Regions from separate parts of the Zea mays genome. Here all the other regions are linked to region 1. The links are chromatin contacts, called in public Hi-C maps. All regions are on one chromosome and are shown on one strand. Each heading gives the region's core, a stretch centred on a gene start, on an enhancer-like site or on the middle of the called end of the contact. The rest is flanking DNA. Distances are from core to core; before and after follow the strand shown. Region 1 holds the start of LOC100279586 (putative IQ calmodulin-binding and BAG domain containing family protein). Region 2 has its middle 17 kb from the start of LOC103652935. Region 3 holds the start of LOC103655152 (GRAS family protein RAM1).

Evidence for each region. A called contact is a pair of places that touch in the nucleus more often than the background predicts.
Region 2: a Hi-C map of bundle sheath shows a contact between it and region 1, with 2.7 times the contacts expected there. The contact joins the enhancer-like site here to the promoter of LOC100279586 in region 1. A contact is called at or near these places in 3 of 25 Hi-C or Micro-C datasets (bundle sheath, ear and leaf).
Region 3: a Hi-C map of tassel shows a contact between it and region 1, with 1.6 times the contacts expected there. The contact joins the promoter of LOC103655152 here to the promoter of LOC100279586 in region 1. A contact is called at or near these places in 2 of 25 Hi-C or Micro-C datasets (ear and tassel).

The regions. Positions count from the first base shown.
Region 1 is chr4:23,024,922-23,029,268 of Zm-B73-REFERENCE-NAM-5.0, reverse strand. It overlaps LOC100279586 (putative IQ calmodulin-binding and BAG domain containing family protein), which reads left to right and starts at 1,999. Exons shown (of 1, transcript NM_001152583.2): 1 at 1,999-3,506. The coding sequence starts at 2,181. The coding sequence ends at 3,374.
Region 2 is chr4:22,619,904-22,624,250 of Zm-B73-REFERENCE-NAM-5.0, reverse strand. No RefSeq gene overlaps it. Among protein-coding and RNA genes, the nearest start is that of LOC103652935, 17 kb to the left of the region's middle. Within about 2 kb of position 1,885, at least 19 of the 20 cell types and tissues checked have an H3K27ac peak or open chromatin away from gene starts, as enhancers often do. A contact at or near this core is called in bundle sheath, ear and leaf, where this site is marked.
Region 3 is chr4:23,288,913-23,293,259 of Zm-B73-REFERENCE-NAM-5.0, reverse strand. LOC103655152 (GRAS family protein RAM1) reads left to right here and starts at 2,584. Exons shown (of 3, transcript XM_008681950.2): 1 at 2,584-3,765. The coding sequence starts at 2,584.

The DNA of each region.
Region 1 (4,347 bases), core at 750-3,249:
GGTCATGCTGCAACACTAGGATGCGTCCCTAATGGATCCAACTTGATACACGACCCATTGGGGCAAAATAGGGTGACACAACACCATAGCAGAAAAGGCAGGAAAGCTCTTGATAAGGAAACAATGATTGCGTCGGCCTTAGAAAAGATATGACTATAATTCTAGATCCATATGAAAGTAGACTTGATAAGCTTTCCATGTAGTACATGACCTTCCAAATCGAAGTCTGCATGTGACCGTGGTGACCGTCACAAGTTGGTGTTCTTCTGCGGTTCGAATCTAGCTTGCTCAAATCCTTTTCCCTTTCGGTCTTCTCCCTGGTTCCTAAGCAAAACAAGAGTGGACGGGTCTCCATGGTCTAAATATGATGGACATGAACTCAAGAGTGTATTCACCTAATGGTTGAGTTGACAAACATGAGTGTGAGTAATGGGACATAAATTGGTACTTATATTGACATGGATATATCAGTGGTGTGGATGTCCTCATCATCCTCCCCTTCTTGCATTTGAGTCATCCTTGAATGAGGGCGAGAAATCGGTCAAGCTATGTGAGTATGAGGGCTAGAAGCATTGGAGTTAGTAAAGAAGCCAGCAAATCCATATCATGTTTTCTCTTCATAGGAAACGTGGATCTATTGTCCAGTCAGAGAAAGTCGCCCGCACTCTACGTTGTGCTCATCCACATCGACGATGGCATAGCCATCACCGTGCGTTCTTCAATTCGCCCTTGTCATCGGCTCTTTCATCCCTAGTGTTTTTTCGAGTGGGTCAGTAGTTGTGTGATGGTTCTTCTTGGTACGCCAAAAAGATCGCCACGAACATGAAGGCGACCATCATTAAGTGGGAATCCAGTCCACGCAGACTCGCTCGCTCAACGTCGATGCACGTTCTAGTTTTCCACGGCATGCCCAGGGCTCCCTAGTGCCATTTCATCATGTCCCCATCGGCTCTGACCCCGCGACTGCCGGCGAACATGTGCAATGGCAACGACCGCTCGACACTAGATCATGCTGAGTAATCCGTTTCTGGCATCATCGACATCTCTACCGATGTAGTCTCCTCCCACGCACCGGACCACCTCCTCGTCATCGTCCACGACATCCTCGGTAGGTGTGTGCTCATGCCCGTCTCACCCTTCCTCATCAGTTCTGATCAACCTGCACGCCTCTCCACTCTCTAGGGTTCCACGGTCCCACATGTGCCATCACCTTGCCTATCCGATCTGCCACCTCGTCGTCTCACATGTTCCATACCAACTCCGCCGCGTAGCCTCTCTGCGACGTGATCTAGATCTAGGTATGTATTCTTCCAACCCTGCAATCTCATCTCCCATTCCCGCTCCTCCTTGGGTAATCCATCGCTCTTGTCAGAGTGATATATGTCGATTGGGGTAGCTTGGATCAGCTTCGCTCCTTTTCTCGGTTCTGATGGCATGGTTGGTTGTTGCCCTATGCAGGTTGGCGAACACAAGGTTGATTTGTCCCTTATGGTTGGTTCATAATGAGTGATTGTCAATAAGTAGCGTCTCGGATTGAGTCGTGGACTAACTGAGACATGAATTATGTGTTATAAAACCATGTCAATATCACTAGTAATATAAATATAAGATTAACATGGTTATTTATTTATCATATAAATATATTTTAACATTTTAAAATGTGGATACATTATTTAAATTATATTCATCTATAAATAATAATTAGTGATAAAAATAAGTTTTAAATGGTTTTATCGAAATTCACGCATGCTAAAATTATTGGATATATGCCGGTTTTACCAAATACGAATTTAGAACTTGAAAAAGAAAAGTACTAGAAATCAAATTTAGACATACTTATATTAAAATGAAATACAAATACGAATATCTATATAAAGGAAATCCATATCAGCTAACACCTATGTGGTCACTACTGACGACCATGACAAACATGGGCCCACGCGTCACCAGAGTCGTTGACCCCTCCTTTCCCCACGTTTCCAGAACCCTCCCGAACCACAAAACTCGTCCCAGTGCTCAAGCAATTCGAAGCTCCGGAACATTCCGAAGACGACCAAAGCCTTCTCGAACTTTCGCACTCGTCGTATATAGGCACCGCGACAACATCCCCTACCATCACACCATCAATCACAGAGCAACTGGAATAGCAGCTCCAACAAAAGCCCAACGCACCAGCAGCAATGGCGTCTCGCCGTTTCTTCTACGACGACCCCTACGACTACTACTACACCTCCCCGTACCACTACGCCTACCCCTATTACCGGTACCAGCACCCCGCTCCGTCCCGCGGCGTCGGCGGGTTCTTCCCGGCCGCCGCAGAAGCCGCGCCGGAGGCGGTGAAGGTGGACCCGCGGCCCAGGGTCGAGTCTTCGAGGTCGGTCTCCGTTCCCGTCCGCTTCGTCGGTTCCGATCCGGAGCCGGTGCGCGGGGCGGCCAGGATGCCACAGGCGGCGGTGCTGAGGAAGCGGGCGCCGTCGTCGGAGGCGGCGGCGATTAGGCTGCAGGCCGCTGCGCGCGGGTTCATGGCGAGGAAGTCGGTGCGTGCTGTTCGTGAGGTGGAGCGTGAGGCGGCGGAGGTCGGAGAGAAGGTTGCGCGCGAGGCGGAGGCGCTGCGCGGGGACGCGAGGGCGCGGATCGCCGTCGGGGAGACGCTGATGAAGATGCTGCTGCGGCTCGATGCGGTGCGAGGCGCGCGGGAATACCGGAAGAGGGTCACCAAGCGGGTCCTCGCGCTGCAGGATGCTGTTGACGCCCTCGAACCAAAGCCGGCGCCGGATTCGGAGGTCGTGGCGGAGGAGAACGAGTCTGAGGTGACGTCCGAGATGGTGGACGACAGCGCGGAGGCGACGGAGATGCCGGTCGCCGCTGAGCACAGCGGCGGGGTTGGGGTGAATGCGGCGGCTGAGACGGTTGCCGATATGGAGGTGGACGGGGGCAAAGCTGACAGCGAGGCGGTGCCAGAAGCGGTGAAGGAATCCGAAAATAAGCAGGACGACGGGCACATTAACGGCGACCAGACGGAAGTCTCCAATGAGGGCGAATGGGAGATGGTGGCGGATGAAGCGGAGCCTACAACTGCGGCGACGGGTTCCACCGAGGCGCCCCCGCAGACACCGATGACGAGCGAGGTGATGAGGCCGACAGGGGAGGCCGGAGCTGCCGACAGCGCCCTGGACACTCGGAAGGTTATGGAGATGGTCGCGGCCCTGTGCGAGCAGAACGCGCAGCAGTGCGCGGTGATCGGGGCTCTGGCGGAGCGCGTGGACGCGCTTGAGCGCGCCGTGCGGCGGGTGGAGGACGCCGAGCGCCGCCGCCGGCGGGGCAAGAAGCTGAAGAAGGATGGGAAGGGGAGCAATAGGTGCTACACCGATTGAGGACAGCTCTGCTTTCCTTGTCTGTAGCGACGAAATATTAGTTGATTATTGTTTTGTAAACTTCGTTTCATTTGTTTTTGTGCCCCCAAAACTACCGGGATGGATGTTTGTTCCCGTTTTGCATCGAGAAATAAAATGATGTCTTCATTTTTTTACTGTACAAGTTTCTGAATGTTTGATTGCTACGATGGTTTCCAAGTTTTTTTTACAGTCGAGCTGAAATCCGAGGAGGTTTTTGAGCGTACAGTTGGTATCATCATCAGTTAAACCGAAACCGGCACACATCTAGGCTGAGGGAGACCATCATAAAATGTGGGTACCGTTATCCATCTCTTATCCTGCCGAATTATTCTTTCCTTGTTTGATTTTAGGTCTGTTTGTTTCGTTGGAATTAAATTTTATTTTAATAATTATAATTTAGATAAAATTAAGTTCATATATTTATATATATAATATAATTGTATATTATCTTAGATTATATGAGAGAGATAGTTATATACTACATTCATGTTATAGCGAAGCAAGTAAAGAGTGTGTTATAAGTTGTATATCGAAAAAATAGCATGTAAATCTATATAATCAATTTACATCTTTCACCTCATGAATTTGAGATAGACTTATATGATAACTTTGATAAATAGTGGAATGTTATATTTAAAAAATAGCCTATTCCATTAGCAAGATTCCAATTCCTTAAAATGAAAGGAAACAAACGAGACCTTAGCAGTCTCAATTAAACCTAACAGGGAAATATAAAAACGAATTCGATTCAAGAAATATTCAACCACATAGAGAATGAACCACAAAATATTCAACACATAGAGAATGAACCACAAAATGAGTTTATTAAGGGGATTGGATTAAAAACCTGAATCAAATACCAAGGTCAAGAATGCTTTGACGTTTAAATTTCATGGCAACCGTGTCCATCGCCGGCGACTAGAACCCTACCCGCATCTGGTTTCGGTTTTGG
Region 2 (4,347 bases), core at 636-3,135, 400 kb after region 1:
ACTCCCACGTAGCCAAACGGTAAAAAAATGAATTGCTCCCTGGTGGGAGCGGAGTGAATCTAGTCTCTATTTGTACTAGAGAGTGGGAGCAAAAAAACCTGCTTCCCGCCACTCCCAACCTGCTCCCCACTCTCCAATCACTAAAGAATCATTTCACACACTATTTTTACTAAACAATTTTTGCCAAATAGATTCACTTGTACTAGAGAATTATTTGGAATCACTCCATTGAAGAATCAAATCTTGGAGCAAGAGAATCATAGAGCGGAGCTCTACCAAACGAGCCATAAAGTAGTGTTGTATCAACTGGTCGTGGGTGGCTTCACGATCCGTATCGATATACTTCGATATTGTGTCCTTCGTCTCCTCATATTGAAGATCCAGAGACGAGCTTTGTCATCGCATCTATCATAGTTTGATACAACATATCGAGCACTCACCGCACGCTCGTCTATGTGTGCAAGACCAGACATCAAAACTACTAAGGCCTTGTTCGTTTGTGCCGGATTGGTGGGTCGGAACGATTCCTAGCCGGATTGCTTCTCTAATTTATATAAACTTTGATTAGGGCTTGTTCGTTTCCACCGGATTGGTGGGTCAGAACGATTTCTAACCGGATTTCTTCTCTAATTTATATAAACTTTGTTTAAACGGAACGATTCCGGGTGCAATCCGATACAAACGAACAGGGCCTTTGAACGATTCCGGGTGCAATCCGACGTAAACGAACAAGGTCTAAATAGACTGTGAGTCGAACAAGATCTATTAGACACGATCCATTTAGCCATAGCCGGCTGTCTCTGCGCGGTCTGGCCTCTGCCCGAACTGCCGAACTGCACTACTCCGCCAAACGCCAACAGCCAAAACACGGTATGAGTTGAGGACGGGGTGATGATTCACGTGTTGGAACCGGACCAGATATTTTGGTGGTGCCGAAGCTTTCTGGTCCAGAACCATATACTCCTATTATACTCTCCTAGTGCCACCGAAGAGCAGGTGTAGCTCCACTCCACTCCACTCCACTCCAACACGCCCTCCACTACCTTGCCAACTCATAATTGCTGACCACCATTATTGCTCTCCACCACCCGCCCGCTCGTGACGCAACGCAACGCAAACGCGCGCGCGGAAAGCCAGCCCCCGTTGCAGTTTCTCCCACTCCCAGCCCAGTCCCAGTCTGGGCTGGAGTAGTAGCGGTTGGTGGAGCGGGCGGGTAGCGGCCACGTCCGGACGGCGACGGGCGGGCGTGGTCAGTCCGCTGTCACGTGGAGCAGATGCATCCGGCACGTCTCGATGCCGACCGCGACGGCGACGGCGACGGCCGCGGTGGGCCGAGTAGATCTGTAGATGCATGCGCGGCTGTCTGTGTCCTCGTCACGGTAGGTGGGGGCGGCTTTCCGCTGCCCGCTGGTGTGGTATGGTAGGCCAGTGTCCCGTGGGCCCCACGGCAATGGAGGGTCTACCGGCGTACCGCGCGGATCTGGCTTCACCTACCGCCCGCGCGAGTCGCGACTAGTGGCTCGCCCTGGCACCTACCTACTCGGGGACGGGGGGATGGTGAAAGGGGGGACCCGACCCGATCTTTTCGACCATACATACATGCCCAGTTTCGGCCATACGTGCGCCTAGACGTTTTTCGCAATCGCAGCACGTTTGTTTTTCCAAATTTCTCGAGTTACCTTTGTACTAGCAGTAACATATTCATGCGTACCTAATTTAGACGACGTTATCATAATCATATTCCTCCCTTTTTTCCCATTTATATTACTGTAGTTCAGTTCATTCGAGGCTCAAAGTTCCTAGCTTTTAGTAGGTCTGAAATCGGCCCAACATGACAGCTCGGCCTCCCCCGCACATAAGTCAGTTGGTGGCCACTTGGGCTTACGCATCAGGATACGTTTCTTCACGCTGTCGGCGTAAATCACACTGTTTTCTGGTAGGAGTATACCATGGATCGATCCTTCACCCTTTGACCAAATATGAAGGGAAAAAAAAAGAAGCTTACAGCGAAAGCTTGGTAAGAGGTTCTTTGGTTCACACCATGACACCAATAATTTACTGACTAAAGTCTAGTCACTTTTAGTTCATAAACTACCAAATAGGACGACTAAATTAGGTATTCCAAACAAAATTTTCAGAAACTAAAGTTTAGCTCCTAAAGTTTATCGGAGTGACTAAGGGGGTGTTTGGTTACACCCCGCTAAAATTTAGCTCCTGTCCCATCGAATGTTTGAACCTCCGTTCCGGGTATTAAATGTAGTCAGATTATAAAACTAATTTGTCAGCCGAAGATTAAAAGACGAGACGAATCTAGTCCAGTTGGTTGGGTCTATATTTCATACTCCTATTTAAAAGTCAAACGATTGATGTGACCCGGGCTAAACTTTAGCAGGAGCAATCAAACACCCCCTAAAGCTACCAAACCCTTCTAAACCTTGCCAATAGTCAAAACCTTGCCAATTGACTATTGGTGTGCACTTGTGGACGGTGCTCCCTAAGAAAAAAAAATCTCTTAGACACTACCGGATACAAATCTGCAGGCCATAAATGTGATCTGGTATTCAGAGATTTTTTTTCCTGCTCTCGAGTCCTAGTCACTTGCTATTCTCTTCTATTTTAAAGCCCGTGTTCTCACCGTTTATGTCCTAGTGGGTTTTCTTTGAAAATGCACATGCTAGTGCCTAACAATAAAAAAAACTAGAAGTTTAGTCCAGCTTTAACAGATTGATAAGTCTTATATTTTAAAATATGACACTGACCTTAAGGTACCAGTACCATTGAACAGATAAACCTGGATTCATTTTGGGTTGAAATTTCATGCATATACTAGCACCCACGGTACCTGTCAGGCCTATTTTTCTGCCGGACACATGCATAATAGGCTGCCCGCTAATTTTTAAATAAAACAATTCGAGTTAACGAATCGGGTTCGGGTCACATTTTAGATGATCAGGTTTTGTTGAAATACAAGAGAACTGGCTACCATCTTTATTGCATTGTCTTTTAGATTAAATTATTCGATGTTAACTACCTCCTAGAAACTTAATATTTTAATTTGATTTTATACCAAACTATCTTAACTTTGATCAAGTTTACTAAAAAATATTTATATTTATTTTACCATATAAGTATTATTATATGAATTTGAAACATATTTTAGTAGTGTATATAATAGATTTCATAAATGTTTATAATATTTTTCTATAAATTTAGTTAAAATTAAAATAATTTGTCATAGGATAAAAACTAAATGCTATTCTTCTGAACAGCGGTAATACATGCAATTCAATATTGTAGCAAAGCGAACTAATTGATATCGAACCAATATCTGACAAAACTTAATTAAAATAAACTATGCTAAGGAGATTGCTAAGTACAAAGTGAATTGACTAACCTTCTTTACGAGCTAAACGTTTTGGGTTTAACTGGTTATCATGTGAGTTAATAATTCCGAAACAAGATTTGCAGTTTTTTAGAGAATAAGTTTCCCTGTCTTTATTCCTTGCGAGTTGCGAAATGAATCCCAAACAAGATTCAGTATAGCGTATTTGAGGCATGCCCGTCAAAAGAGTCCAGATCTAAACTACTAACCGCCTGAAAAGATATACGTGGATATTTGAACTTTGATGGCGCATTTGTGCCTCTGTATTTGTTTGAATCTATATGTGGATATTTGAACTTTGATGCGCATTCAGCAGCAGCATGCAGTAGTAGCATTATGCTGGTTTCATCGTCACGGGTCGTGCCACATCAGATTCTGCTATTAGTTACCATTAGCTTTTATTTTAGTCTATAACCACCTCACGGTCATATCCATTTTTCTTTTATAAACTATTAGTTGACATGAAACACGTCATTTTATTAAATAAAAATACATCTAGTTATATAATTTAAAAATATAATTTATAAAGATAAAAAAACAAAACTTAAACAAAAAATACGTAATTCATAATTTATGGAAACAACTAATACAATACTTAACTCTATTCCTTTGCTTCTTTCTCCTCTAATTTATTATTTTTCTCAACTTTTCTAAAGCCAATTTGTGGGTCCTTTTCTTGTTTTTGTCCATACCAGCGATGGAGCGATCCAACAATTTGTTGAATTTCTCGAACAACGTATTTTAAATAATCCTCACGGTAGCCTTATAGAGCTTCTTTAGCATTCTGTTCAATGTAGATGGGGACTCACCACAACTTATTGTTGGGCTCTACCCCTTCCGTTGAGTTCTTGCACTATCGTGATCAATAGGGTATGGTGTATCCACACTTTCATGTTATGTGGAGTTATAATCGTCGTTTAAGTAGACGAGATCTTTTGCTCCCATTGCTCGAGTCATCGTCACTG
Region 3 (4,347 bases), core at 1,335-3,834, 260 kb before region 1:
ACTCCTTGTCATTGTTGGTTCTCACAAACAGAAAGAACGCAGTCGTAAATGCCACAGCTTAGAGGCGTTTTGTCTCTGGAGTAGAGGTTAATTTCTGCTAGCTAGCCCTTATGGCTCCACAACGACTGTACCATCATGATATACACACACGCCTTGGTATTACTTGTTCTTGTTCTTAACACAACGGTATTCTAACGGCAATACGGGAGCTATCTTTCTTGGACGGTACATTAGTTTAAGGGAGGTAAAGTCAGATTTTTTTATTGCTACAAAATTACCATCTCCGAAGCAAACAAATAATGCCACCCGAATGGCAGCCTAATAAGGCAAGGGAGAAGCATCCAAAATCTAGAGATGAAGCTGTTTCGGCTCACGTGTGAGTGTGATGTCCACCTTGGTAGCACACAATTCCACAATCAGGGTCGGACCCAAGGTTAATTACTCTGCTGGGCAGGTCCCCGAGACTAACTTGTAATTTGGTCCAAAAACAAACTACTGCTCGGAGTTTAGACCCAAAGTAATAAATCTATACAACTTACAACATAATTTGACAAGTTAAATATATTATGAGATATTTTGGTTATTTTCTGCTTATATATCGAATTGATGGAAAATATATACGTGGCATCGAATAATACACAGCATTACATATCAAAATTTAAATGCGGGGTCTGCCACTGTCTACAATTGGGCTTATGGCCATGGGCCCCAACTGAATCGGATTTGCGTTATTGTCCTCTACTTATGTACCATAAACAAAATTATGATAAGGAAAAAAATTCCCCATGCATTGGTGAATTTTTGTACAATATATAGTTTAGCTCACCTTTATTGTAGAGAGGTAGAGAGAGATATGCGTATATATAGCATGCATCTTTTTTTTGTCGTCTGCATGGGATACGTACAAAGTCCAGAGGAGATATGTGTATGCAATATTCCATGTTGCTACATAGATTATGCTATAGAAAGGGGACATCCTGGAAGAGCACAAGGGAGTTAAGCTGGTTAGGATGCTTCCGCCCAAGAGAACCCCTCCTAGGGGGGGACAGCTCCAACCACTCTTGGCCTTTGGGAAATCCAAGGCGTAGGCGGACGGCGTTGCCAATGCCCATACATATATATACGGACGAGTCCCAGCAAAGTTTCTCAAAGAATATGTGTTTTTATAAGGAATAATAGCATCAAACCATTGCGTGTAACACTTAATTATATATACACTATGTTAGATGGATTAAGATTAGTTTATCAGTACATATGTATACCGATGCAGTTTTATTTGTGTTACTTTTGCTATTACTTATTACTAGTATCACAGTGAGATTGGGCTCTGGTAGTGCTAATTTATTGTTTAATGAAAGAGCAGTGACGTCAAAAAAAAAACAACTATGTACGAAGCACTAAATCCTACATCTATATCATCATCATCACTATATAATCCATCATCCATAAGTTTGCAAAACTCACCTAACCTAATCACGCCCTACACCTATGGCATCCCCTGAATCAATCAAATAAATTACACCTAGACGTAACATAACATCAAAACTAATGATTCAGATAGTTGGAAAAGCCTTTTCTCCCTTACTCAAATTTAATGGACAATATTATTTGGATCGTCCCTCCTCCCTTCCCTATGACCCTCCCAATCTCTCCTCTCCCTCCGCCATCGTGTCCCCTCCCCCGCCCCCCTCACTTGCGTTGTCATCACCGCTGTTAACCCCTCACCTCGCGCTGTCTACAGGCCCTCCTTTTTCTGGAATCGTAGCGTTAGCATGTGCTATATGCTAATAGTAGTTACAACACTTAGGATTAAAACAGGCTTCATCTAGTTCCTGACCACATCGGAAGAAAGTAGAAGCAGTACTGCATGCATATCACCACCCAGATGATCATGTCTAGATGATCACCTCTCTAGTAGCAAATCGTTTACTTTGTGTGCTCTCTTCGTGTGTTTTCAGTTAACTGTGAACTTATATACTTGCATTGATTCCTTTAGAGCGAGCTAGCTCTTCACAGATATGTGGTGCATATATATAGGAAGTGTGTGTGTCTCGCTCATATTTTTTACCGACGATGTCCCGTCCCGTAGCAGGGTTTCCTCCAAAGTGAGTCCCTTGTCCCTTGTACGTTGGAACACCCTGGTTTCTTGTGAGACTGAGACCTGCTTCTCGTCGCTTTGTCGGCAGGTGCCTTCGACCAATGGACAATACCCAGCAGTAGGGAATTTGGCAGAGACATTACCTGAGCAACCGACCAAAACTACTTTGACATGTTGTGCACAGCCACAGGCCAAGGCAATGCCTCCAAGAATAGACGTCTATTCATGGAGCTAGTACGACACCTGCAACCAAGATGGACGAATTAAAGAGACGCCAAACACACTGCAAGCTCCTTCCCACGCACCTTCAATTCGCCTTCTCTCATAGACCCGGCCGGTTAAACGTACTCGTAGTAGTGACTAATTTGTAGCTGTATCAATGCCAACCTAAGCCCTGCTGTTGTCCATACAGAGAGTGTTCTTGTTATATGCATCCCGTGAGATCTAGCTAGGTGACCATTGGCTGGTCTCTCATGTGTTCAAGCATGGGGATGCTCAACTGCGTAGACACGACCTCCGGCGCCGGCGCCAAACTCCAGCACCAACAACAAGCTCCGACATCGCCCACCGCCTCGGTGTCGGAGTCGAACATCGTCGCGCCATCGGTGTCGGCCGATATCGACGCCAACGATGCCCTAGCCAGCCTACAGGCGCTCAGGTTCGACGGGGACATCGACGTGGAGATCCAGTCGCCGGACATCGCCATGTGGGAGTCGCTCTTCGCCGAGCAGATGGGCGCCGCGGGGGGCGACTTCCTGATGCTGTCTCCGAGGAGGGACTTCATGGCGGCCGGAAGCCCTAGCAGGAGGGACTTCATGGTCTCCTCCCCCAAGAGGGACTACATGGTGTCCTCCTCCCCAAAGAGGGACTACATGATGTCTTCACCGATGAGGGACTTGATGGCGTCGTCCCCCAAGAGGGAGTACATGGTGTCCTCGCCTCGCAGAGACTCTTCTTCCTCCAGGAGATCGCCCTTCTCGCCCAACCTCTTCAGCACCAGCGGCGGCGGCCACCAGCACGGCTACGCGGCGCATGGACCAACAGATGGAGGTGTCGGCGGCGCCGGCCAGCCGCTGTACGGCGGCCTTGCTAACCACCACGGCAAGGGAAAGTCGCAGAGCCCGCTGCACAAGGGGTACATTAACAACAGCGGCAACAAGCAGAGCACCGGCCCGTCGTCTCTCTCGTGCTCGTCGTCCTACGGCCATGCCGACAACGACTTGCCGTCCATGGACACCTGCTTCCTGGACGACTACAAGGACGGAGGCTACATCGGGTACCAGCAGCAGATGCCGGGGAAGCAGCAGGCGGCGCCCGGAATAATGGTGAACAACAACGGTGGGTGCTCCACCGCGGTCACCACGGTGGGGGTGGCTCCTTCGCCTTCTTCTCACCAGCTGCCGACGCTGTCGGAGTGCCTGGCCATGCCGGAGCCTGCTTTTGTAGGCGGAGAGGAGGCGGCAGCCGGCGGGCTGCAGATGGGCGTCGGCCTGCCGTCTGACTTGTACTACGCAGGACAGTTCGCAGGCGGCGGCGGCGGCGGCTTGACGACGACGTCGTCGTCGTTGCAGCACCAGATGGCCAAGTCCGACCACCAGTGGGCGGCAGCTGAGTCGTCGCTGCACAGCATGCTGGGTTCAGTCATCCAGACAGAGGCTGACGAACAGGTAATTTATTTATTTACCATATCTAACCCACGTTGAATAACCATATATACATACGCACGCATGCATGCAAACGCTACTTGTGTTGGAAGAACTTGACATGCATATCAAAGTACCAAACATGGCATGTTTCCTTGAGTTCCTTATTATGCATAGAAAATAAAATAAAATAAAATAAAAACATGGCATCAGGCTTCTTCCTGGATTGGCCAAATGGTCACAGTGCCATGCCATGCAAACGGCGGTAGAAGCTAGCTAGCCAGAGGAAAGACGATGCATCCGTACGTATATCTTGTTGTTTGTCTGAAGCTATAGCTCGGCCTTGATGCTTCTAGTTGGAATCTGCGCAGAGAGCCCTGCATGCGATGATATTTTTGGGTCCTCGTTAATATCGGAACGTGCGTACGTGACAATAGCGCAGTCCAAAACCACCGTGTTGCTTCTCATGAACACGTGTCGTCTACGTACGCGACGGCGACGGCGACGGCAATTGGCGTTGACTAGTACAATTTGAGTATTTCAGTTATATTTCGTGAGCATTTCTTTTTGCGAATTATTATTTTGTGATCAAGTTTAGAGTTCTTG